Regions from separate parts of the Mus musculus genome. Here region 1 is linked to region 2. The links are chromatin contacts, called in public ChIA-PET maps. All regions are on one chromosome and are shown on one strand. The core of a region is the stretch at or near the end of the contact, and the rest is flanking DNA. Distances in the headings are between cores, read along the strand shown. Region 1 holds the start of Ccdc38 (coiled-coil domain containing 38). Region 2 has its middle 28 kb from the start of Gm40742.

What was found. ChIA-PET counts read pairs in DNA pulled down with a chosen protein or histone mark.
Region 1: a contact with region 2 is called in an RNA polymerase II ChIA-PET map of memory CD8 T cells, with 80 read pairs. The contact joins the promoter of Ccdc38 here to the enhancer-like site in region 2. A contact is called at or near these places in 2 of 39 promoter capture datasets (the 3T3-L1 cell line and hippocampal neurons), 4 of 115 datasets of contacts at active chromatin or transcription factors (bone marrow-derived macrophages, effector CD8 T cells, embryonic stem cells and 1 more) and 3 of 9 other capture datasets (adipose tissue, liver and pancreatic islet).

The regions. Positions count from the first base shown.
Region 1 is chr10:93,538,762-93,544,804 of GRCm38.p6, forward strand. Ccdc38 (coiled-coil domain containing 38) reads left to right here and starts at 1,871. Exons shown (of 16, transcript NM_175488.6): 1 at 1,871-2,048. It overlaps Amdhd1 (amidohydrolase domain containing 1), which reads right to left and starts at 1,272. Exons shown (of 9, transcript NM_027908.1): 1 at 1,073-1,272. The coding sequence starts at 1,209.
Region 2 is chr10:93,400,247-93,406,205 of GRCm38.p6, forward strand. No RefSeq gene overlaps it. Among named protein-coding and RNA genes, the nearest start is that of Gm40742, 28 kb to the right of the region's middle. Within about 2 kb of position 2,620, at least 63 of the 459 cell types and tissues checked have an H3K27ac peak or open chromatin away from gene starts, as enhancers often do. A contact at or near this core is called in bone marrow-derived macrophages, effector CD8 T cells and memory CD8 T cells, where this site is marked.

The DNA of each region.
Region 1 (6,043 bases), core at 621-3,120, 140 kb after region 2:
CTTTAGAAACTATTAACATGGAATAGTGAGGCTTTACTGTTTACTACTAAGTGGGAAAAAGAATAAACTACAAAATAATACACATTCATTCCTTCTCTTTAAAAGGTGTGAGTGTTGACACATTTTTATTTACTTTAGAAAACAACCCCAAAGCAAAGCGCCTGTGTGTTAACCTTAGTTCCCTGATGCAGGGCTTGAGTGATTTTGCGGGTCAGCCGTAGGTTTGTTTGTTTTACGACATGGTCTCACTTGGCTGCCCTGGAATTACGTAGAGCAAGCTGACTTTGAATAGTCTACCCCTGCCTCCAGAGTGCTGGTATTAAAGACATGGCCACTATGCTGGACTACATAATGCACACCACAGGTGCTTTTTGAGGGGGGAAAAAAGATGTAATGTTAGTTTTATTTAAAAGTATTTTTTTAAAGAGGGGCATGTCTTTGATCCCAGCATTCGGGAAGCAGAGATGAGTGGAACTCTGTGAGTGAATTCGAGGCCAGTCTGGTCTACAAGAGTCCAGGACAGCCAGGGCTACACAGAGAAACCCTGTCCTTTTTTCTTTTTCTTTTCTTTCTTTCTTTCTTTCTTTCTTTCTTTCTTTCTTTCTTTCTTTCTTTCTTTCTTTCTTTCTTTCTTTCTTTCTTCCTTCCTTCCTTCCTTCCTTCCTTCCTTCCTTTCCTTCCTTCCTTCCTTCCTTCCTTCCTTCCTTCCTTCCTTCCTTCTTTCCTTTCTTTTCTTTCTTTCTTTTTTTAAGTTCTTGATTGTTTTTTGAAACAGGATCTCACATGCAAACTCTACATACAGTCAAGGATGGCCTTAGACTACAGACCTCACCTTCTGCCTCTTGGGTGCTGGGACTGCACACCTGGATCAATATCCGGGATTTTAGAGCAAAAAAGAGTCTACAGACTCTTCTGGAAACAACAAAGCAAACCCACCAGCCAGTACTTTAGAAGCTATAATGGGATCAATGATCAATGATCATAATGAAAGATGCCCTGAAGGTGTTTTGTTGGAGAAAGAGCTTTCGCTCCGGAACCCCATCTCGCCTGTCCCCAGCTACTGGCTACTCACGTGCCCACCACCACGCTGGCGCCCTCCAGCACCGCCAGGCTGCGCAGCGCAGACCCGGTCAGGAAGCGCTCGCCGCGGGCACACACCAGCACCACTTGCTGTGCGTTCTCCAGCAGGAGGCGGTGGCTGCTCGTCATTGTCGCTCTAGCCGCTGGCGGGCTGCGGAGGACAGGAGAGCCTGCGAGCTGTGGCTCCCGGGCAGGGCGGGGCGGGGCTGGGCAGCGTGGGGCGGGAGCTGGCCAGCAGCCAGTGACCGGGACAGGAGCAGTGCCAACCAGAGCGCCTGGAATAAAGTTGGAATAAACTTTATTGTGGACGCCAGTCTTTTCAGGTCTCCTTTCCAGGTTTGGAGTAAAGGAGGTGATGGTTATATCACCCCCTCCCCAACCCCTAACTTCTGGATTAAAAACAAAACAAAACTGAAATTTAGCCACCACCGGAAGTGATCAAGTTGGGCGAGGTAGATGCGGTGCAGTGGCCAAGTGAAGTGTTGTTGGGAAGGGCTCACACAGAGACGTCAGTGGTGTGTGTGTGTGTGTGTGTTACAGTGACAGAAACAGAGGCAGACACAGTGGGGTGTGTGTATGCGTGTGGTGTGAGTGTGCATGGTGTGTGTGTGTGTGTGTATGTATGTATGTGTGTGTGTTAGACACAGTGACAGAAACAGAGACAAAAACACACTGTGCCCTGGGAGCTGGAACTTGAACCTAGCAAACTTGCGCTGACAGGCGACAGGGGCACGGGGCAGAGGCTCACGGTGTCCGCGTGACCCTCCTAGCCTGGCTGCGGGTGCCACGCGTGTTCGGTTGGCCAGATCGGCGCTTGGGCCTGGTAGTAAGCGGTTCCCAGGATGAAGGGAGCCTGGAGCAGGGAAGGATGAAGCTGAGACACAGAGTATCAGTTTGGTGCCTCTGTCTGCTTTGTCCCGACCGCCTTCTTGAAGGATAGGTCTCAACAGTGATCCAGACTTGTTGAGGTAAAACCAGATTTGACCCGGGTGTCTGACACTCCCCCCCTCCTCCCGAGTGTGGTGGCTTTCACACACACCACTGCACTCAAGGTTGTAGACAGACAGTATCCAGATTGTTTAAAGAACTGGCAGGCAGGATTTGTAAAGAATACATACACACACACACACACACACACACACACACACACACACACACACATACACATATACACACACACATAAATTTTTTGAGATTACAATGACATCATTTCCTGATTTCCTCTTAAACCACCCTTGTTCTCTTTCAAATTCAAGACCTTTTCTATGGTGTGTGTGTGTCCCTAAATACATAAATACAGCCCACTTGGTCTGTATAATGCTATTTGTACATATGTGGTTTTAGGGCTTCCCCCCCCCTTGGTCTTTTTTCTCTTGTTGAGATAAGTCTCACTGTGTAGCCCTGGCTGTTCTGGAGCCCTTTATGTAGATCAGGATAGCCTTTTAATTCAGATCTCTCTCTCTCTCTCTCTCTCTCTCTCTCTCTCTCTCTCTCTCTCCCTGGTTCCCCACCCCCACTCACACACACACACACACACACACACACACACACTGCACATCAGTGCTGAGACTAAAGACTATATCACCCTTAAGTTATTTAGTTTCTATGGTATGTTTCCTAAAAAGATAAGAGATTTTCTTCCCTTGCCCAGGCCAACAAATACTACAAGAGATGGGGGTGGCAGGGTCAAGGACTGAAAACAATACCATAAAAGCAGGCTTACTCTGCAAATCACAAAGATAATTTTGGGTCACCTTATAGCCATTAATAAAACAGACAGTAAAAATAGCTTCCGACAGACTAGAAGCAAATGTCCTTTAGGTCCACACCATGTTCTATAAGAAAATAGAGATGGGGTAGAAAAAAACAAAACAAAAACAAAAGAAGGAAGTTATAAAATAATGTGAGTGAAAACCTCAACAGCTGCTCACAAAGCAGAAACACAACCACAAATGTCTGTGTACTGCCAAGAGAGAGAGAGAGAGAGAGAGAGAGAGAGAGAGAGAGAGAGATTAACCAGGGGTGGTAATAGAGCTATGTGAGTTTCAGTCTAGCCTGGTCTACACAGTGACTCACTGTCAAAGAAAAAAATTAAAAGAAGAAAGGGGGTGGGGTGTAGAAATGGCAGAGGGTAGAAACAGAGTCACTTATGGTTAGAGAATTTTTATACTCTAAAATTTTAGCTAACCTGTTAACTTTTGGCAGGCAAAGGTAATTGCAGGGATAAAAGATGGGTTCACACTGGGGTTCAACAAATGCCTACTTCTGTTAGTTCTCCCCTGACCTGTTCTCAGGAAATCAATTGAAAATTTCCCCGAGGCACGGTTGTCTTCGCCTTATATAGCCACGCTTGCTTGTAGTTTGTGGATTTGTTTGACCTTCAGATAAAACGTGGGTCACTCGGGCTAATACTCGCATGTAAAGGAACAGTGGACATAGCTATTTTAATGCTATTTTCCTTGATTGACAGTTAGCTTAGGGATCTGACTGGCTAAAGTACCAGTTTCTCCCCTGGCTTCATAGAATGTACCACACACTGTGCTTTTATGGTTTATATATTCCCAGGAAGCCTAAAAAGGAATTATCCTTCTTTTTCATGGGTAGTTATGTCAGTGGGTGGCCTGAACGCATCAGATTGACTGTCCAAGGAGGCGCTGCCTGAGAGCTGCTTGCAAACAAAAGGTACAGGAAGTATAGACACAGGAAGCTTTAGGACCAAAGACTTGATCGTGCATGCGTGAGGCTCAGCTGTTAAAGAGTCCTTATTGTTCTTCCAAGGAGCCAAGGTCAGATCCCAGAATCCACATTAGGCCACTCACAAGTGCCTGTAACCCTAACTCCAAGGAATCAGACACCCTCTACAGACACTTGACTCATATGTACACATACACACACCCCATTAAAAAAAAAGATTTATTTATTTATTTAGTCTATATGAGTAAACTGTAGCAGTACAGATGGTTGTGAGTCATCATGTGATTGCTGGGAATTGAACTCAGGACCTCTGCTTGCTCCGGCCCCTGTTCACTCCTGCCCAAAGATTTATTTATTATTATATTTAAGTACACTGTAACTGTCTTCAGACACACAAGAAGAAGGTGTCAGATCTCATTAGGGATGGTTGTGAGCCACCATGTGGTTGCTGGGATTTGAACTCAGGACCTTCAGAAGAGCAGTCAGTGCTCTTAACCCCTGAGCCATCCCTCCAGCACCCCCCCACACACACACACCATTTTAAAGCACCAAAATTCTTGGTACTCTCCAGCATCCTCCTAGCACAGCCTTTACACTCCTGCATCACCAGACTCACATCAGGACCCCCTCCCGCTGGCCTCCCTTTTCTTCTTGACCCTTTATTCTCAGTTAAGTTTTTCTTTTTTCTTTTTTTCCCCCTTCGGTTTACTGAACAGGCCATCAGAAAGGTCAGCAGAAAAGTCCACACAAAACAGCAAGCCTGACGCCAGCAGGGTGAAATGAGGTCAAGCAAGCAGGTGTTTGCTCACCCTTCTGATCCGCTTTTGACCTAATAAAAGAGGCGGGCCATAGAGCAGGCCAAGGACCCAGGGGTCCCTGGCTTGTGGGTAAACAACAAACTGCTGGCTCAGATAGATCCACACCGTTGAAGGCCACAGTTCACAGCTTTTCCTCCTAGTATTTGTCCATGGTGGGTGGAGGTGGGGAGAAAGATGGGGAGGGCATTGCAGTCAGGGAGAACTGGTCCATAGAACAGCGGGTCTCAACCTTCCCAACGCTGAGACTGTTCAGTGTAGCTCCTCGTGCACGCTGCAGTGACCTCCAAACATAAAGTGATTTCTATTGCTGCTTCCTAACTGCAACGTTGCTACCATTATAAATTGTAATGTAAATATCTGTGTTTTCCAACAGTCTTAGGCAACCCCTGTGAAAGTCATTCAGTCCCCTCAAAGGGGTCCAGACCCACAGGTTGAGAACATCTACAACTAGATACTGGCTACAAACTGAAAACCTAACTTTTGATTATACACCACCACCAAGGTGGTGTTTTCTTATACAGAGGGCATTGCCCAACTGCCTTCTTCTGGATGGAGCTAGTGGACTCTCTTCTACCTCCCTTCTGTCTTCCACAGACCTCCTTAGTCAGGAGATAAATACGAAAGGAAAGACAGGCATCTCAGACTCCCAAAGCATCAGTTTGTCATCAATTTTCCTGTACTAGTGTGGAATTTTTAAAGATTTCACTAGCCTGTTATTTACCTTTGCAGCTGAGTTGCTTTCTCAAACTTCTTGTTTTCACTTTATTTATTTATATACTTTTATTTATTTATTTTGGCCATTCTTTGAATTTTACAGCTGAAGTAAGTATGCCACCCTCCCCACCCTACCCTCCACGCCTTACCCCAAGCCTGGTCAAAGAGAGAGTGTGGTAAATGCATGGCTACAGGAGCCTTCTTGAGCACCAGCTCTTAGAAACCAGGCTTCACATGCAATTTTCTCTACCCTACACTGTCCCTACACTTTGGATCGGTTGGTTGGTAGTTGATTGATCTTGCCTGTGTACATGTGTGGAGGTCAGAGGCTTCCGAGTCATCGCATCTGCTCTGGTTTTGTGTTTTTTGTTTTTAACTTACAGTAAGTGGACACCAGGTATAGAGTGACCCCAGCATTGCACTAAAGAGCACACTGGCAGTTTCAATTATGGTGTGCTACGGCTCACAGTCAGCTCCCAGGTTATTAAACAGCACTGAATGAACACACTACTGCACATACATTTTTTGCTCTCAGGATTGATTATTTTCTGGAGTGCAAGTTTCTGGAATTAGAAAAATTGCTGGGTACAGAAGTTTGTGTGCTCATGGTTTTTAAAGCCAGACTGTTGTCGGGAAGTCACTGACTGCTGAATTTGGCCACGTTTGTGCACTATATACAGGTTTGATTTAAAAAAAAATTAAAAAGAATTTATCTTATTTTTCAGGCTGAAGAGATT
Region 2 (5,959 bases), core at 1,370-3,869:
TGGTGATGTTTAGTGTAATATTACCATTTAAAAACAAGGGCCACTCCCAGATGTAATCAAATTTATTGACCTTATTGAAGGTTTAGAACCTTTATGAAGACTATCATGCTATGACTGTGTGACTCTGTGTCCTGGTGCTGAATAAGTTCATCCAGGAAGCTGTCCTGAGTTTTCCAAGCCCATTCCCTCTTCTCTTTGAGCTCATAACTAGGTTACAAGCTTTGGCCTTCTGGCATTTAATGAATCAAAATGGAATGTCGGCAGAATGGATGTATGCCACCTGGATTTTATAAAATGGAACCATAAAGAAAGACTGCTGTAAATGGTCACAGCACATTAAGGCAAAGGAAGAACTCCTGTAAGAGGTGACTCTGGAGATCAGAGCTCTATCTTTGATTTCAAAAGGTAGGGAGTGGGGACTGTCACATCAGTTTGAGTGAGCCAAGAGGCAGAGCCTTGGGGATGTGACACTTGCCTGGCAGAGCTGTGAAGAAAGGACCAGGGCCCTCAAGGGTCTGGAAGTCAAGATTTCTGCCTCACTGGGTTTCAAAACTCTGGTTGATGGGAGCTAAAACGTAAAGCAGAAAGTCAAAGAGGGTTGTGTCTGTACTTGAACGCCTCACGGAATTTGCCTTGCTAGCATTTGAGTTTCTAGAATCCATCACATCTTTATCTTACTTGTCCCTCCTAGAACGGTGCCACCTGTCTTACCTCTGCCCTTCGCATACTAGAAGCACACAAGCTATTTGGTTTCATAGATTCATATGTGGAAAGAAATTCTGGACCTCAGACATTACAGTTGACGGAATAGATTAAAGTTCTCATGGTTGTACAGACAGATTGAATTATTTTGTATATGTAAATGTCATGAATTGGATGTGTCACAGCAAATTCATATTAAACAATGAATCCCCAGTGGAATGGGTTTGCCATATAGAACCTTTGAAAGGTCATTAGGACATGGACAGTCACTAGTTCTCTAGTCCAGTGAATGGGATTCGGGCCTTTACCAGAAGAGACACGAGAAAGATGGTGTCTTAGTCAGGGTCTCTATTCCTGCACAAACATCATGACCAAGAAGCAAGTTGGGGAGGAAAGGGTTTATTCGGCTTACACTTCCATGCTGCTGTTCATCACCAAAGGAAGTCAGGTCTGGAACTCAAGCAGGTCAGGAAGCAGGGGCTGATGCAGAGGCCATGAAGGGATGTTCCTTACTAGCTTGCTTCCTCTGGCTTGCTCAGCCTGCTCTCTTATAGAACCCAAGACTGCCAGTCCAGAGATGGTCCCACCCACAAGGGGCCTTTCCCCCTTGATCACTAATTGAAAAATGCCTTAGAGTTGGATCTCATGGAGGCATTTCCTCAACTGAAGGTCCTTTCTCTGTGATAACTCCAGCTGTGTCAAGTTGACACAAAACTAACCAGTATAGATGGCCACTGTCTTCACCAGGTGAAGCCATGGCAAATCATGAAAAGGGTGCTCACCACGAATAGAATCAACAGGTACCTTGACTTGGACAGCCTCGCCTCAGAATTGTCAGAAACCAAATGCCTGCTGTTTAAACCGCCTAGCTTATGTTGTTAATTGTAGCAGGCTAAGTGTAACAGATGTTCATGGTCAATTAATTAATAATTAGTTATTAATAATGATGCACAGTAGTACCTGACTTTTGTATGTTTCTGATTTTATCTACAGTTGCATGCCTATATGTGCTTTTATATTCCACATTTAGGAAGTTTTCTCCTCAAATGTTAACTGGTTATCTCTGGATAGAAAGGGGTGTGGTCAAAGAGTTTCCTGGGTAAAAGCCACAAGTCAGCAGCCCTAATACGCCAAGCTCTAATCATCCAGCCCAATATGTCAATTGGAAAGCAAGCAGTAGAGAAAAGCAGGGTGAGGCGAATGCCCTGGAAAAACAAGCACAAGAAAAAAGAGGTTCAGTCACCCGAGTTCATCTCCAGGATGCCAACATAAGCTTCAGGCTTAAACAGAAAGGATTTGGCCGGCGGGGTGGGGGTGGGATGCTCGGGGGAATGAGTTATCTATAAGTCTTGGTGCTGTAAAGTGTGTATGCATTCGTATATGTATATACATGTACATTTACGTATACATATGTTTATAGACAATTCCTTAAGAAGGAGAAAGACACTTCTGAGGAAGGGGTTGGAGAGCTGGAAAAGACCCACAGTCTTCTGCCTCCATGGCCCTGATCCTTTATAGGTCCTTTACATTCTCCCACATTTTCACATCTGGGAACTTCACCACCTTGCTCTGTTTTATTGCTGGTGGTGAAGGTGGTGTGTGTGTGTGTGTGTGTGTGTGTGTGTGTGTGTGTGTGTCTGTATGTGTGTGCCTGTGTGTGTCTGTGTGTGCCTGTGTGTGTGTGTGTGTGTGTGTATGTATGTTTATGTGTGTGTCTGTGTGTGTGTGTGTGTCTGTGTCTCTGTGTCTGTGTGTCTGCATGTGTGTGCCTGTGTGTGTCTGTGTCTGTGTGTGTGTGTGTGTCTGTGTGTGTCTATGTGATAAAGGCATTTGCCTTCTTTCTTATGGTAATCTTGATGCCTGCTTCTCCACACCCTGAGCTCATGCCACGCTGGTCAGGATGTGGTCTGGGTGGCCACACACTGTGTTGGTTCTGTGAAGTGATCAAAGGGAGTCCTTATTTCTTGAGGAGGCAAGCTCCTTCTCAAGAGGCACTCCTTGCCATCATAATATAACTGTCCTCTTCTGGAGGGTGGTCTGTCCTTCCAGGCTTTTCTGCTCCTGGAGTCAAAATGACTGAAGGTCTTGCACAACGGCTGTGGGCTGCCTGGGGCTGGAACAGGTCATTGGAGAACACAGGCAGGAAGAAGTGTCAGTTAGTTCTTTGCTGTCAAAACAAAAACTTAGGGGACGTTTAGAAACTTGCTTATAAAACAACTGAGGGCAGAATTCAGCTCACATTGCTTAACTTTAAAAAATATATACACTATTTAAAAAAACAAACTAGAATTAGCTATCCATAATGCTGGATCCATTCAATATTCAGGACATTATAGATATTCCTAGGATGGTGTTTTGTTCCAACACATCACTTGCAGGTTGATAATGTATTCGGTAATCCTAACTGCTGAATGTCACTGCTGAGCAGTACAGTACGCTGCATAGTGTTGGGTGTTTAGATGTAACCACTCAGGCTTTCCACCCACACCCCAGTTCCTGAATAATGACTCAGAATCTTATTTATTAATGAGTAAATGCCTAGGCCTTAAACTAGGCTTGTTTTCTGACTAGCTTGTATCTTAATACTTTTCTATGTCTTCCACATGGCTAGTTACCGCTCCTCGATTTCACATGTCTGACTTTCAAGTCCAGGTGGGAATCTTTTCCTGTGACTAACTATATCCCAGAGTTCCTCTCTCTTTGCTGGATGTCCCACCTTCTGCCTCAGCTTATTGGCTACCAGATTTCTATTGACAGCTGATGCTTCCATGTAGTACATGAGAGATTATCCCTACATTTAACTTTATAATTGGACGGCTATGAGCTGTGACTTTCTGTGACTTGCTGTGACAAGCAGCATGAAGAAGTATGATGCAGAATATCAACAATCCAAGAATAGATCAAAACTCAAGTGAGGCACAGCAAAATGATGTCCTCTGGACGTGACCTGGCTGAGGCACTCCTACCACACTGCAGCTGCACTTAACTCTATGAGACCAGCACAAAGTTGGGCCCGCCAACATGTCATCATGGATGGTGGAGGGGCCCAAGAAGCCCCACCATTCCCTGACAGCTAATATTGCCTGAAGAGAAAGTATCATTTTCTTCAGTAATATATACATCACTGAAAAAATATATATCACTGAAAAACTATATCCAGTGATATATATACATATATACACATATACGTATATACATATATAAATATAAAACATATATGTGTGCATATATCCACACATGCTTGCACACACACAAACACCCCACACACATATCCCCAGTGGTAAATTGACCATGTTCCAGTAAACAACTCCAACCATGCTCATGCAGGAGACCCTGAGGAAACTCAGTAGGCCTCACACGCCCAAAATAAATGGAGCTAGAAGGATGGATTGTTGGAAAGAAGAAGGATTTCTGCAGGAGATGGGGCACAAGACAGGGAAATGGATTAAGAGTAATTATAAACAGGTATGAAGTAGTCAAAGGATAAAAATAAGTAAATATTGAAAATTCACAAGAAAAAGAGCAAAATTCAGTATCTAGCTTCTGTGGGTTGTCTAGCACTTTCACATCATAAAGTGAAAAATGCCAAGGAAGACCATTGTAAGCCGGAACCCATCTTTACTATCCTAAAAATTAGGTCCTTCCTGGTTGTTTTTGTTTGTTTGTTTGTTTTGTTTTTGGACTAAAATCCCCATTCTTCAGCAAAAAGATAGTGGTCATAAAATCCCTATTCTTCAACAAATAATGGAGGTCAGACGTGGTAATACTTTGCCGGTGAGTAGGAGACCAGGGATGACACCCTCAGAAATTCTTTCCCTTGTTGTTGGGAGAGAAGTAAAGGAGAGGCTATGAAAATGGCCAGGGGTGGGCCCAGGACTGGAGCCCTCCATGATGATACAGATCCCTTCACCTCAAAGAGTCATGGTGCAGTCTGATATGCTGGAGCTATAAAGAATGGTAACCTTGTAAAGAGTGCGGCGTTGAAAGAGAGTAGAAGGGAGGGGAAGGGATGGGAGGATTTTTACAGCAGAAACCTTGACAAGCAGGACCCCAGCCTTGTGATCAAGGTCAACATCCACTGTCAGAAACCAAACCAAACCAAACGTCACACATCTATGAGATGACGCTGTGAAAACAGAAGTTTACTTCTGTGGTTTTCCCCCAAACTGTAGCCAAGCGTCATGATGATGATGATGATGAAGATGATGAAAATAACAATAGTGACGACAACAACAGCAACCACCTCTAGGCAAAGCCAGGCAGTGCTGACATTCACCTTCAAAGTCAGACAGATCCCTTTAGGCCACCCTGGACTACTGACACCGGACCTGCGGCCATGTCCTGACACTGGAACACCCACCTACTTGTTCACTCCCTCACAAAGCACATACTAACCCCTGCTATATTGGCTACTTTTCTAATTGCTATGATCAATGACTGGACAAAGAAACTTAGGGAAGGAGGAGTCTGCTTTGGCTTCCATCTAAAGGATGCAGTTCCCCATGGCAGGGGATTCTCTGCAGCAGGACTGTGAGGCAGCTGGCCACATTCCGTCCACAGTCAGGCAGCAGGGGGTGTGTTGGGGGGTGTGAATGCTGGTACTCAGCTCTCGTTTTCCCTATTGGTTGATTCCAAGTCTTCTGCCCATGGGATGGGGTTGATGGGCATGACGAGCTGCTGCCAGCGACAACCAGACAGGATCCTAGCATCCCTGTCCTCTGAGAGGCTCCACCCAGCAGAAGATGGAAACAGATGCAGAGACCCACAGCCAAACATTAGATGGTGCTCAAGTCTTGTGGAAGAGTTGAGGGAAGGATTGAGGGACCTGAAGAGGACAGTGACTCCACAGGAAGACCAACAGAGACAACTGGACTCACACTCCCTGAGACTGAACCACCAACCAGAGCATACATGAACTGGATCTAGGCCCCCTGCACATATGGAGCAGAAATGCAGCTTGGTCTTCATGTGGGTCCCCTAACAATTAGAGCAGGGTCTGTCCCTGAATCTGTTGTCTGCCTGTGCATCCCATTTCTCTAACTAGGCTGCCTTGTCTGGCCTCAGTGGGAGAGGATGCACCTAATTCTATAATGACTTGAGGTGCCAGGGTGGGGTGATACCCAGGGAGAACCTTCACCTTCTCAGAGGAAAGGAGAAGAGGGGGGTTGGGGGAGGAGCTATGTAAAGGGAGGGGGGATGCCTGATATTGGTATGGGAAGTGAATTAATTAATTAATTAATTTTGTTTGTGTTGTTGT